Regions from separate parts of the Sus scrofa genome. Here region 2 is linked to region 1. The links are chromatin contacts, called in public Hi-C maps. All regions are on one chromosome and are shown on one strand. Each heading gives the region's core, a stretch centred on a gene start, on an enhancer-like site or on the middle of the called end of the contact. The rest is flanking DNA. Distances are from core to core; before and after follow the strand shown.

Region 1 (6,686 bases), core at 2,212-4,711:
AAATAGGGAAGAAGGCATAAAACTGCATATTGATTTAACACTTGAGGATAGTTTTATGCTTTTATGAAGTGACTTTGCATTTTGTTCAAAAAGCATGATCTCTTGAGTCAAACTACCTGGATTCAAATCATGAGTCTATCATTTTGTATCTCATTTAGAGTGACTTAGTCTCTCTTTGCCTCATTTCCCTAGTGAGTAAATTGAAGGTCCTAATAACATTAGCGCATAAGGTTCTTACAAGAACTAAAGGTACACTGGGATGGTGATTACAACAGCAACTGATACATTAGAAGTAGTAAATACATGAAAGCTTCATTAATTACAAACATAAAATATATCTTTCTGCAAAACAAAAATGTCTGAACTTCTGCTAAAATCTTTGCCACCTGAGAAATCTTTCTCGAAGAATCATCGATTTGGAATTCCCGTTGTGGTGCAGTGGAAACGAATCCGACTAATATCCATAAGGATGCGGGTTCAATTCCTGGCCTCGCTCAGTGGGTTAAGGATCTGGCATTGCGGTGAGCTGCGGTGTAGGCTGCAGACATGGCTTAGATCCCATGTTGCTGTGGCTGTGGTTTAGGCCAGCAGCTGTAACTCTGATTCTATCCCTAGTCTGGGAGCCTCCACATGCCATGGGTATGGCCCTAAAAAGACAATAATGATAATTATATACATAGATGTATAATTGAGTCACTTTGCTGTAAGCAGAAATTAACACAACATTGTAAATCAATTCAAAAAATTTTTAAAAAGACATAAAGTGGGCCTTGTGGAAAATCCCATCATTCATTCCTGTCTATAAAAAAGTAATTGCAGCCATGCATTACAGTATCTATATACATTTCTTGCAGAGAGAAATGAAGTAAGGCTTGAAATATTACCTTGGCTGGCTCAGAAAGAGAGAAGAACTGGAGACGCAGTGCTGGTAGTCTGAGGCTTTGCTATGTAAACCTCCTAAATATGACAGTCCTTCCAGTGTTTGTCAGTTACCACACAAATGTAAATTATTTATAAAACAAAACTGCTTTCCCTGTAGTTTATCTATGCTTTCTGAGGCTTTGATAAATACATACAAATTCATTCTGACTTGGACGTCGTTACTGCACACAGTAGAGCTGTGCTCTGGTTTGCTGGTGGCAGATGGGGAGGAGAGCAGGATGACAAGCGGAGTGCCCCTTATTTCTGCAAGAGCCATCTGCAGGCAGAAGAAATGTACCCTGTGCATCTGTTCCTTTATTTAACATTCTAATCATCTAGGCAACATAGTACACATCGGTTTACTAGGTACTAGGTAGACAGTGGTAAACAAAACCATGACCCTGGCCTCCTAGAGTTCACAGTCTTTCAAACATATTTTATCACAGGTTTTGGTTTGATTTTGTCTTTCTGTGTGTTGCCTGAGTATATTTCTGGACTTGATAGCCAAAAAGAGAGCCTAAATATGACACATCACAGTTGCTGAGCAGGACCTCAGAGGAAGCAATGGCAAGGCTGAAGGGGCTGCTGCCAGGAAAAACCTGAGCCACACAAAGATGCAACCAAACTCAACTCAGGGAGTTCCTGTCGTGGCTCAGTGATAACGAACCCAACTAGTATCCACGGATGTGGGTTCCATCCCTGGCTTCGATCAGTGGGCTAAGGATTTGGCATTGCTGTGAGCTGTGGTGTAGATCATAGATGTAGCTCAGATCCCGTGTTGCTGTGGCTGTGGTGTAGACCGGCAGCTGTAGCTCTGATTCTACCCATAGCCTGGGAACTTCCATATGCTGTGGGTATAGCCCTAAAAAGACCAAAAAAAAAAAAAAAAAAAACAAAAAAAAAAAAAAAAAAAAAACCCCAAAAATAAAAACCCTCAATCCAAACTACCACAAACAGTTTAAAACTAAACAAATTGATTATCTTCCAGTTTTGGAGGTTAGATAAAATCAAGGTGTTGACAGAGCTGCATTCCTTTGGAGGCTCTATGGGAAACTATTTCCTTACCTTTCCAGCTTCTAGAGGCCTCCTTTATTTCTTGGATCCTTGTTCCTTCCTCGATCTTCAAACCTCGTCCTCTTTTTCTCTCTCCTCACTTCTTGCACTGGTCGTAACATTTCACACTGACACTGATATGTTTTCTTTTTATAATGATCATTGTAATTACACAGGGGCCACCTGAAAAATCCAAGATAATCTTCCAATCTCCTGTTCCTTAACCTAGTCATATCTGCAAAGTCTACACCCCCTTTTTTAGCTGCAGTGTGCAGCAGCTTGATGTGGGATCTCAGTTCCCAGAAAAGGGACTGAACTCAAGCCAAAGTGCCAAATCCTAACCACTAGACCACCCAGGAATTCCCATAAAGTCCCTTTTGCCAGGTAAGATAATACATTCATAGATTCTGAAGGTTTAGACATGGACATCTTGGGCAGCCTACTATACAGGGCAAAGCAAATAGAACAAAAAACATTTGACTTGGTTGCACCTTGAATCAACTTACTGAAACTTGTTATTCTGCAGTTTATTTTATACTTATGACCTTTCTGTTTACCGATTTTAATTGGCCTTTAGTCATAAAAAATGATGGAGGTTGGACACTCTATGGGCATTTCTTTGAGGCCTTGGAATCCTCTAACACCCATTTTCCTCACAAGTAACAAACTAAAGCAACCAAAGGCACTGATATCCCTCTTAAAGAAACTCTATAAACTAATTGCATGAATATATACTTTATCAGAGCCAACCTTTCCTATCTCTTTGCAGAACTAAATTCGTTAAGTGGTTAATAGTTTAGGGGTCTGGAAATTGCTTTTCTATTTATTCCAGTGAGGAGCCATGGAGCAAGATTTAGCAAAACGATCCTGACTTAATTCTTGCAGAAATTATGTAGGACAAACCCTTCTTTGATGCAGATTATAAAGTTAGGACTAGCAAGGAATAATCTGCATCACTTTCGTGGTAAAAAAGTCGCTCAGGAGCTTTTTCTCCCAGTGATATTAGAGGCCAGAATTAATGTTTTCATGTCACTTCTACCTGAGAAAAGGGAAACAATTAACTATTCATCTTAGTTAAAAAATAATGAGAAGATTTTGCTACCGGCCATAATGGAGTAACAGGGGATAGATTTACCTTCTTGCCTAGAAAATACTGAAAACCAGAAAAACATGTTTTCAGACGACAGCAGGCAATGTAGCCCTGGGGACCCCTACCATTCATTACCCTAGAATACAAGCTAGAGGTAGTTTACAGATGCATCGCAGGGAAGGTTCTCATTGCTTCTCTGAGTCCAAGCTGCATTTATTTACCCAGGTCAAATTACCAGTTCACCTGATTTAAAAACATGGGACTAAAACTAAGCAAACACACCTGCAGAGCAGGATACCAAACAAGCTACAGCAGGAACGAATTCTCACGTCACGGTGAGATCCACAGCCCTGACGTCATCCTCACAGAGACGCTCGCGAGACTAGAGAGTGGGCGGCACCAACGGCTGGTTGTCGCCGAATGCAGCTTCTGTGAGGAAAACAGACTAGCTACCGTTGGTCTGGTTGCTGGGGACGAGCGGCCCGGAGGGAGTCGAGGAGACTCCTCGCTCCCCAACCCACAGACTTACTACCCCTGCCAGTGCCCCCGGAGACCCGGACCCTTCCCAGTGCCCGAAGCTCCGTGAGGAAACCGAGGCGTCACAGGTGATGGCGGAGACGGGCGAGGAGAGCTTGGCGCCCGTCACGCAGCCACAGCTCCAGCTTCCAGAGGAGCGGGGCGCACCCCAGGCTGCTCCCCCAGATCCGAGCTGTGCCCGTGCTACCCAGCCCCGAGGCGGTGGGGACTGCGGAGCCGGGCAGGAGCAAGCTCCGCCCCCCGCGGAGGCTTGGAAACCGCGTCCAAGGCTCTGGCAACGGGCGGCAGCCTGGGAAATGGCGGTCGCCGGGGAGAGCTGCACGGTCCTGAGGGGAAGAAAGCCATGGAAGCAGGAGGCGCGGAGAAGTTGGGGTCCGAGGCGATGGCAGAGGCGAAGGCTGAGGACGTGAAGACCGAAGAGGGCCCCGCCTCCTCAGTCCCAGTGCTGGAGGAGGTGGCGGGGAAGGAAGGAGCCCAGGCGGTGGAGGCAGTGGACCAGCAGATGGAGGTGGAGGAACAGCCAGTGGGTGAAGAAATAGAAATGGTGGAGAATAGGGTGGTGGTAGAGGAGGAGAGGGCGCGAGCCGGTTACCGGCCCCTTCGTCTGGATCTCCGCATGAACCCGCTGGAGGCCATCCAGCTGGAACTGGACACTGTGAACGCTCAGGCTGACCGGGCTTTTCAGCAACTAGAGCATAAGTTCGGGCGGATGCGTCGACACTACCTGGAGCGGAGAAACTACATCATTCAGAACATCCCGGGCTTCTGGGTCACTGCCTTTCGGAACCACCCCCAGCTGGCCCCCATGATTAGGGGCCAGGATGCAGAGATGTTACGATACATAACCAACTTGGAGGTGAAGGAGCTCAGACACCCTCGAACAGGCTGCAAGTTCAAGTTCTTCTTTCGAAGAAACCCCTACTTTAGAAACAAGCTGATCGTCAAGGAATATGAGGTCAGAGCCTCTGGCCGAGTGGTGTCTCTCTCCACTCCAATCATATGGCGCCGGGGTCATGAACCTCAGTCCTTCATTCGCAGGAACCAAGAGGTGGTCTGCAATTTCTTCACCTGGTTTTCAGACCACAGCCTTCCAGAGTCTGACAGAATTGCTGAGATCATTAAAGAGGACCTGTGGCCAAATCCACTGCAGTACTACCTGCTGCGTGAAGGAGTCCGCAGAGTCAGACGTCGCCCAATAAGGGAACCAGTGGAGATCCCTAGGCCTTTTGGATTCCAGTCTGGTTAAACTTTGCCTTTGGGAATGCTCCTGCATAGCGTCCCCTTTTGCGTCTTGCTGGACCTGTGCTTGGGCACAGAAATGGGTATGCCTTCCACTTTTTTTTCCCCTCTGACAATTCTGCAGCCTTTTTCTTCTGAACAGTCTTTTCTTTCAACCTCAAGATTGAGACCATCATGGCCATCTTTCTCCACTTCCACATGGCCTTGATGCAGTTTTGCATTGATATCACATTCTGCGTGGCCATGATTTACACCACTCATAAGCCAAGCAAGTGAAGCTGTAAAATGCACTGTCTTTATCCGCACTGCTTGGACCCTGTTTGTTCCTCCAGCTTCCAATCTGGCTTTTACGCCTGGAATTCTAGCTTTGGGTAGGAGCCTGTTCTACCCACTTTGCTTTGCAGTACAGGCATATGTATAGCCTGTGGACAGTTGCTGAGCATTAGTGACATCAACTGAGAACAGCAGTGGGCCTCTTGGCCTGTGTGATTTATGTGACTCCATTGCTCTTGCACCTCTGGCCACCTATTGCTTCTTGCTACTGGCTCTGCCCTGGGCTGCCACGCACTGGATGAACCTCTTCTGGACCAGTGTCAACCCCTCTCTCATCTCTGGTAAACAATCTCCAGAACTGATGATGAACCCAGGTTTATTGCCAGCACACAAAAGACCCTTCCATTCTTCTCCCCAAAAGACCTCTATTCCTCACCTCCTCTCTTCCCTTTATTCCCATTATCCAGGACCCTGCTGTTGTCGGGCAAGGGGTTGTGATGATAAGCTAGACCTGTCCTTATGGCAGAAGTAAGGGTGGTATCTGTTCAAAGTACCAGGCATTCTCAGCCCCAACTAGTGAATTCACACGAAACCTAGGTACCTCTTTGTGCCTCCTTTTTCATCCTGAACATGATTAAGTGCCAGGATAGCAGTACACTTTATCCATGCTCTTCTATCTCTTAAAAGAAGTGATAGCTCATAAAAATTTGTAAAATGAAGTATTTTAGTTTAATTTGGTTCTTTCCATTATTTCGAGGAACAGGTTGTCTGTAGTATAGACTGCCAGAGCTCTTCTTTCCCTCTGCTCTCCACTCCTTTTAACAACACCTAGAATATTTAAAGGTAGACAGATGGAATGAAAGTGATATCTAGGTCATAATGGATAGAAGAACTAAGGAGACTGTGATGGGTACCAAAGGAGGGAAAACCAAAGAACACAAGTAAAAATGAGCCAGGTTAAAAAATTGGGCCAAAAATTAAGACTGACTGAGAGCCATCAAGGGAATTTTGTCACTGGTATTGGGAGGAGAAATCTTTTTCTCAGGATTAACATGGGAGAATTGAAGGGCCCGAATGTTAAATTGCGTAGAGAAGAGTTCTTTAAAAAAACACAAAATAACTTTGGGTACTCTTCTCTCTTGTTTTCATTTGACTTAATTTATAAGGAAGATTAATAATTTGTCTCTTATTTCACTTGTGTATGGTAAAATCCTGCTATTTTCCCTGGTTTCTGCTGAGAAAATTGAGCTGTATAGGCTTCCTTTTGCTTTCAGTTGGAAACATTTGGAAAAATAACAGTCTTATTTTCCTGTACAATATAGAGACTTTAACTGAATATGCCTAATGATTTTCAACTTATTATTTCTGTTAAAAAGTGTATCCTTAGAAATATAATTTGAAAAACTTGTCGTATTTTTAGGACTTTGGAAACTGTTGTCATGGAAAAATAACTCACTAAAAATGTGTGGCTTAATTGTCTTACTTGATACTTTGCCCTGTTAGCAACTTAGTAATTGATGTGTCCCTTTTCCTAAATAGTCTAAATACTTATGAGATGGCTCTGTCAGGTTGA
Region 2 (6,653 bases), core at 4,125-6,624, 87 kb before region 1:
GTTGCCTTGAGCTGTGGTGTAGGTCACAGACTCAGCTCAGATCTGGTGTTGCTGTGGCTGTGGTGTAGGCCAACAGCTACAGCTCTGATTCAACCCCTAGCCAGGGAACCTCCATGTGCTATGGGTGCAGTCCTAAAAAGCAAAAACAAACAAACAAACAAAAAAAAAACCTAGAAGGAAATCCAGGGTAATCTTAAAGCACATGAAAATTCAGTGTCATTTGGAATTAAGGACTGAACCCACCACTCCATTCAAGAAGCCCTTAACAATCTGTTCTTCTCTTTCCAAAGTAAAACCATACTTCTTTTTCGTGTGTGTGTGATCTTCAATTAACTCTGAACACCCACCTCCTGCAGGTTTATACTCTGCTAGACATTTGACAGAGGACCTGAAATCCACACACTCCATAGATTGGAGATTTTGAAATACACAGACATGCAGAAGGAAGCAACAAGTTTCCTGGTAAAGCACCAAAGACCTGAAGCCAACTAGGACCCCTGGGACTTAGAAGAGGCCTCATGATGGAATCCTGATGAGGATGAGAAGAGACAGGCAGAGTGGGAGGTGGTAGCTTTGGTCTGTACAACAGTCCATTTACAGAAGCCTGGGAAGCACATAAACATTCCAGGCAGCTGACAGTTCATGGGCCGTAATGAGTAGTAAAAGGGATAATAAATTAGATCTGTAGGAAAATGAAATGTGGGCATCTTTAACAACATGAATGGAGCAGAGTAGAATTAAATATGCTATTTAGGTTCACCTCATACATAAGGTAGGCACTAATTATTTGTAAATGATAGACAAGTTTTCTCTTACCTTCACAGTATTTCCATTTCTATACCCCTAAAATGAGTATAAGACACCTGCTCCATATCACTCTCCATTTCCTAGGCTAAAATATCAAAATATTAGAATTATTTGAAAAAGAATGTTAAATTACTAGGCAGTTTTAAAATGCAAGCGTTCATGTAGCTGTATGAGCTAAGACTCCTTCCTTCAGCTGTCTAAATGCATACGAATTCATAAGCAAGAGTTTCCTAATGGCCCCTCTTTATTCCAACCCAACACTTTCTACTTTTCTTTCTAGTATGATTCTTTCCTGCAATCTCTCTCCACCATCCCCTAACCAAACCACTTTTTCATATGTAACTAGAAGCTGTGAAACACTAAAGTTAGATGGGTCAGAACCTAGGACTGCATTTATTTACTAACATATATGGAAAGATTTTCTTTAAAGAAAAATTAATTAAAATATTATACACATGATTCAACGTTTAATTTTTAAAAAAGAATTTGCTATTAGAGTTTGGCTTTAGTGTTGACAAGACTTTCTGAAATTCATCCATTTCTAATTATTGCTATCAGCAAATAGCAAACTATTAGCATCAGTGCCTCTGGAATCTAGGGCTTTAATCTCGACTTCCCATTCTGTCCTTAATTCACCATATGAATTTCACTGGAAAATAACTTCTCTTTTTGGTACTCTGGGCTTATGCACTGGCCTAAATGCCATGTGGGGCACTGACTCTAGGTTTAGAGGATTGCATTGTGTCATCCAAATAGCTACTGGTGGAGTTCCCTTTGCAGCTCAGTGGTTAATGAACTCGACTAGGATTCATGAGGATGCAGGTTTGATCCCTGGCCCTGTTCAGTGGGTTAAGGATCTGGGCGTTGCTGTGAGCGGAGGTGTAGGTCAAAGGCGCGGCTTGGATCTGGTGTAGCTGTGGTGTAGGACAGCAACTGTATCTCTGATTCGACCCCTGGTTAGGAACTTCCATATGCTGCAGGTGCAGCCCTAAAGAAAGCAAAAAACCCCAAACCAACAAAAAAATAGCTACTGGTAATCTGGTGACCCCCAAAGAGTTTTATTCTACAAACCACTGTAGGGGAAGATAATGTTAATTCCAAAATGAGAAAATTCTAAGGTATGTAATACAGTAATAAGAACTGGTCTGTCCTCTGATTGGATGCATTTTTCAGCAACTGTATCCAGCGTTTTGGGGCATGGACTCTCTGCCCTACCCATGCCTTCATAGCAGTAAAGATCCAGCCCGTCTCAATAAATGGAATAAAAGTATCCACTATCATGATAAACTTCCCTCTATCAGAGGTTTTCAATTTCCCCAAGACCTGCCACAAACACTTCCCAGGACATTAACAGTATCTCTTCCTTTTTTTTAATGGGGGAGGAGGGTGAAAAAGAATAAGAATATTTACTGTATTTAGGACTCAAACATGCTAATGATTAAGTAATTTTTAATACATACTGCAACTACAAAATGCTAGTTTTCTACCAATTTCTTTACTGAAGTTACTGATATATTAAAACCCCAATTTAAACATTGTATCTTTATTGCTCTCCCATCATTTGCTAAAATCATAATATTGAGTAGAAATCATGTAATTCCTTTTATGCAACACAGTGTAATCCAAGCCAAACAGAAATAAGTACCAGAATATTCTACTACAAAAATAGTAGATTAAGAAATGTATAAACAAAAGATTTTATTGTTGAGTTGCAGAATGCCTTTTCATCTATGGTCTTTAAACACTATTTCAGAAACTAAAAGAACATCTTTAGATTGAGGTATTGGGAAGGAGGAGGCAACATCAGTGAAGTTAAGAATTTTACCTCCTGGATGATCACTAGGCCCTCTCAAGGATATTGGACTGGACAACAAATCTCACTGAAAACCTGTCAATAGCTAATTTGCAGACTAATTTTATAAACACTAAAGCAGATGCACACACAAACATGAGGCACTAGGATGGTTCTGCCCTAATGTGGCAAACCTAACTTTTTACCTAGTGTCTTGTAATAAATAGCCAGTCCCCTAATCTCAGAGGGAGGAATTCCAAACAGATTCTACCCGGCAGGACCACGAAGGTCCTAATAATCCCCACGGTGACAAAGGTCTATACTGTGTTCTGCTGCAAATTTCCCTCTTTATCTAAGTTCTTTTTTCTTTTTTCAAGAATCCCATCTTACTTGGTAACTGTACTATCAATATTTAAATGTACCATGCAGGCCACTGTATTTAAGGAAAACTTGATGAAACTGATAGGGACATAGTACATCAATCGCAGAAAAAGGAGCTGCCCAAGCTCAAACTCCCAGGTGTTGCTAATTTATGGTTTCTCCCTTTGTACATTAATAGCTTCCGGAGAGCAAGAGCAGTTAAACCCCTCTGTGTGTCTCCTTAGCAGCTAGCACTGTCTTGCACCTTTTGCTGAACCCACAGAGAAGGGTCACTAGATGATGGAGGCATCAAATTCAGTATTTTCTCTTCTCCATTTTTACTGGAACACATCTTACCTACATCATAAAAGGAGCCCATATCTCCATATGGGGACATTATCAAAAAAAAGTAGCATATGATACACAAATACTCTAATAATCCTGTATCTTATTTCTCCCATGCACATTACAAACATTTTTGGGATCTCATTTTAGAAGTACTGTCTGAATATTCTATAAAATATTGTATATCACATTTTATTTCATAGAGGTCATCATTTACTGTGGTTTTTTTGTTTGTTTGTTTGTTTGTTTTCCTTTTCTAGGGCCACTCCTGCAGCATATGGAGGTTCCCAGGCTAGGGGTCCAATCGGAGCTGTAGCTGCCAGCCTACCCCAGAGCCACAGCAACGCAGGATCCAAGCCGCCTCTGCAACCTACACGACAACTCATGGCAACGCCGGATCCTTAACCCATTGAGGAAGGCAGGGATCGAATCCTCAACCTCATGGTTCCTAGTCGGATTCGTTAACCTCTGAGCCACGATGGGAACTCCTATTGAGAAATTTTTCAAAAAAAACTGAAGAAAAGTAAATTCCTGAAAGGTTACGTTCTATAAGGTGAAAAATAAAATACCGGAGGAAAAAAAAAAAAAACTATTTTCAAACTGTTTCTCAGTGAGAACGGCCATTCTTCAATTTAATGTAATACTAATTAAACCATGACTCTGTAGTCCATGACTAACGAAACAACTATTTAAAAGAACTTTATCACATGGAGAACCATAGAAACTAAAAGTGTAATTTCCTGCTCTAAGGAATTCCAGGTAAATGAGGTTCACCTCCTAGTTTCAAGCCATGGATTCGGTTTCAGCCTGAAATGCCAGCAAGTCCTAGCGGAGGCTGATGCCTCCAATGAGCGATGAAAATGAGAAAGTTCTCCGGTCACAAACTTAGCTCAGATTGCAGCCGTGACAGATCTTGAGCCCATGTGGCAGGTCTCACAGAGCTTCCCAGCCTGTGAGTCAAGCCCCCACCCCCACCCCCCTCGTCCGCCCAGCCCCTCGACTCCACCACCAGGAGCTGCCTGGGAGTGAGATTTTACCAACAAATTCTCCAAGTGTCGCCGGAGCCCGGCGGCTCTGGAATCCAGCGTCTGGGGGCGGCTCGGGACTTTCTTCCCCGGCTTCCGCAGTCACAGAGGCGGGCTGCCAGCGCCTAGATCGCCACACACGACCACTGCCACCCCGATTAGCAGGGAGCGCAGGGAAAGGAGGGCGCAGAGCTGTGCCACCTTACCGGGCAGAGGGAAACCGAAGCCCCGCCGGCCGCCCGGGAAATCTCGGCTGGGCCGGCCGAAGCCGACCCACTGAAGGTGATGTCCCGGTTCTGCCGGTGCGCCTGGCTCTGCGCTAGGCGCTCGAGGGGTGGGAAGGGACGAAAAGCCGCCTGGCCGCCGGGGAAACCCACGGCTCTGGCTTCACGCCTCGCGCGCCCTCCAGGAGCCCAGCCGAGCTGGACTCGGGCGCCCAGCCCGCGGCGCTCCGCGCCTGGTCGGGGACGTGGCTCCGCCTGCCTCTCGCCCGCGCCGGGCCACCCCGGCCCGCGACCCACCCGAGACTCCGGAAGAAAGTTGCCAAGTTGCGCCGCGCGGGGCCCACTGCGGCGCCCGCCGCGCGCCCCTGCCTACCACTCGTGCGCCGCTCCACTTACTGCTCCCCGCCGCGGCTTCGTCCTCTCGGGCGTCGCCTCTCCAGCCTGGGCCCAGGCTCTGGAACCCCTCCCCAGCCTCCTTCACTCCAGGGCTCCCGGGTCCCCGGCGCCCTCTGAGCCGAACCCTCGGCGCACCCGCCGCGCCATGGGTGCGGGTGGGCGCAGCGCCACGGGATGCGCCGCTGCAGCCTCGGGCGGCGCTACTGCGAGCCGGGCAGGCGCGGGCGGGTGGGGTGTGGGCGAAGGGGGAGGAGGGCGGGACTCGGCGGGCGCTGAGGCTCTGCTGGAAGGAGGAGGGAACCGCAACGTCACCAGAGCCCGGGGAGGCGAGGATGGGGAAGGGGGAACTGGGACCCCGCCCGCTGTGGGACCCCGACCTCCGGCCCGCCCCTCTTTCTCCCCCTCCTCCTCGCCCCGGACTCGCAACGCTCGGCCTTCCCCTCCTCCCGGCCCTGACTCCACGCACCCCTACCCTGCCAGGCCTCTCTGACTCAGATTTGCTCACTTGCTCTAGTTTCTAAAGATCCCAAAGGCTTCGGGTTCGATTCTAGAATCGCCCCAACTGAAGAACATTTTGGAGGCCCGAGGGGAGGAGCGATGCATCCGGACAGTTCGGGGAGAGGAAAGCGTTGAGATCTTTTCTACCCGGGCTGTTGCCCACTCCCCTCGCCTTTTCCAAAATTGTTACTCCGTTTCTACCGATTTTGATTTTACGCTCTTCTCAGAAAGAAGGGAGGAAATCACCTATTTAGAAGCAGTTCTCGCCTTAACTAGCCGCGGTGGTAACAAACTACTCTAAATCCAAAAGCAATGAACCCTGCAAACTGAATGAATTATATGACGCTCCCAAGAGGAAATTTAATTTACCTTATTCCCTAGGCCTGGGCGGATGAAACACCCTCCATCCAGCTGAGTTCTTCAAGTAGAGGATCTGCAACCTCAGTCACAGCCCGTTTGGAGAAGGGTCTTCCATTATCTTAAAACAGCCATTGCACACAGCCTGGTCCAGCCTGGCCTCAGAAAAGTGTCAGGTGAGCCCAGGGCCATCACCTGGGGCTAATAACTTCATCTCCCTCAGTGTTAGCATGTAATAAGCTACCAGAGCTAGATGGTGCAGGACAGATGTTTAGCCATTCATTAGCACTGGAGATGTTTTACCTGCTAGCACTGCTTTTCTCCCTCTGCTTGGAAGTGCTGTGATTTGGTACAGCCACTATGGAAAACAGTATGGCGGTCCCTCAGAAAACTAAATATAGTAACTACTATATGACCCAGCAATCCTACCCCTGGGCATATATCTGGACAAAACTTCAATGAAAAAGATACATGCGATCCGTATGTATCACTGCAGCACTATTCACAATAGCCAAGACATCCAAACATCCTAAACATCCATCAACAGATGAATGGATGAAAAAGTGGTACATACATACAATGGAATACTACGCAACCACAAAAAGGGACAAAATAATGCCATTTGCAGCAACATGGATGGAACTAGAGACTCTCATATAAATGAAGTAAGTCAGAAAGAGAAGGACAAACACATATGATATCACTGATATGTGGAGTCTATAATATGGATAAATGACCTATCTACAAAACAGAAACAGATCATGGACATGGAGGGCAGACTTGTGTTTGCCGGGGGTGGGGATGGGGTGTTGATGGGGAGTTTGGGGTTGGCGGATCAGACTGTTTCAT

The links. Hi-C and Micro-C count contacts between places; a contact is called where the count stands out from the background.
Region 2: a contact with region 1 is called in a Hi-C map of embryonic fibroblasts, with 4 times the contacts expected there. The contact joins the promoter of DSE here to the promoter of TSPYL1 in region 1. A contact is called at or near these places in 8 of 47 Hi-C or Micro-C datasets (brain, embryonic fibroblasts, epiblast stem cells and 3 more) and 1 of 2 datasets of contacts at active chromatin or transcription factors (alveolar macrophages).

The regions. Positions count from the first base shown.
Region 1 is chr1:81,906,236-81,912,921 of Sscrofa11.1, reverse strand. TSPYL1 (testis-specific Y-encoded-like protein 1) reads left to right here and starts at 3,461. Exons shown (of 2, transcript XM_003121374.4): 1 at 3,461-3,844; 2 at 3,847-6,686. The coding sequence starts at 3,673. The coding sequence ends at 4,847.
Region 2 is chr1:81,995,615-82,002,267 of Sscrofa11.1, reverse strand. It overlaps DSE (dermatan-sulfate epimerase), which reads right to left and starts at 5,374. Exons shown (of 6, transcript XM_005659399.3): 1 at 4,950-5,374.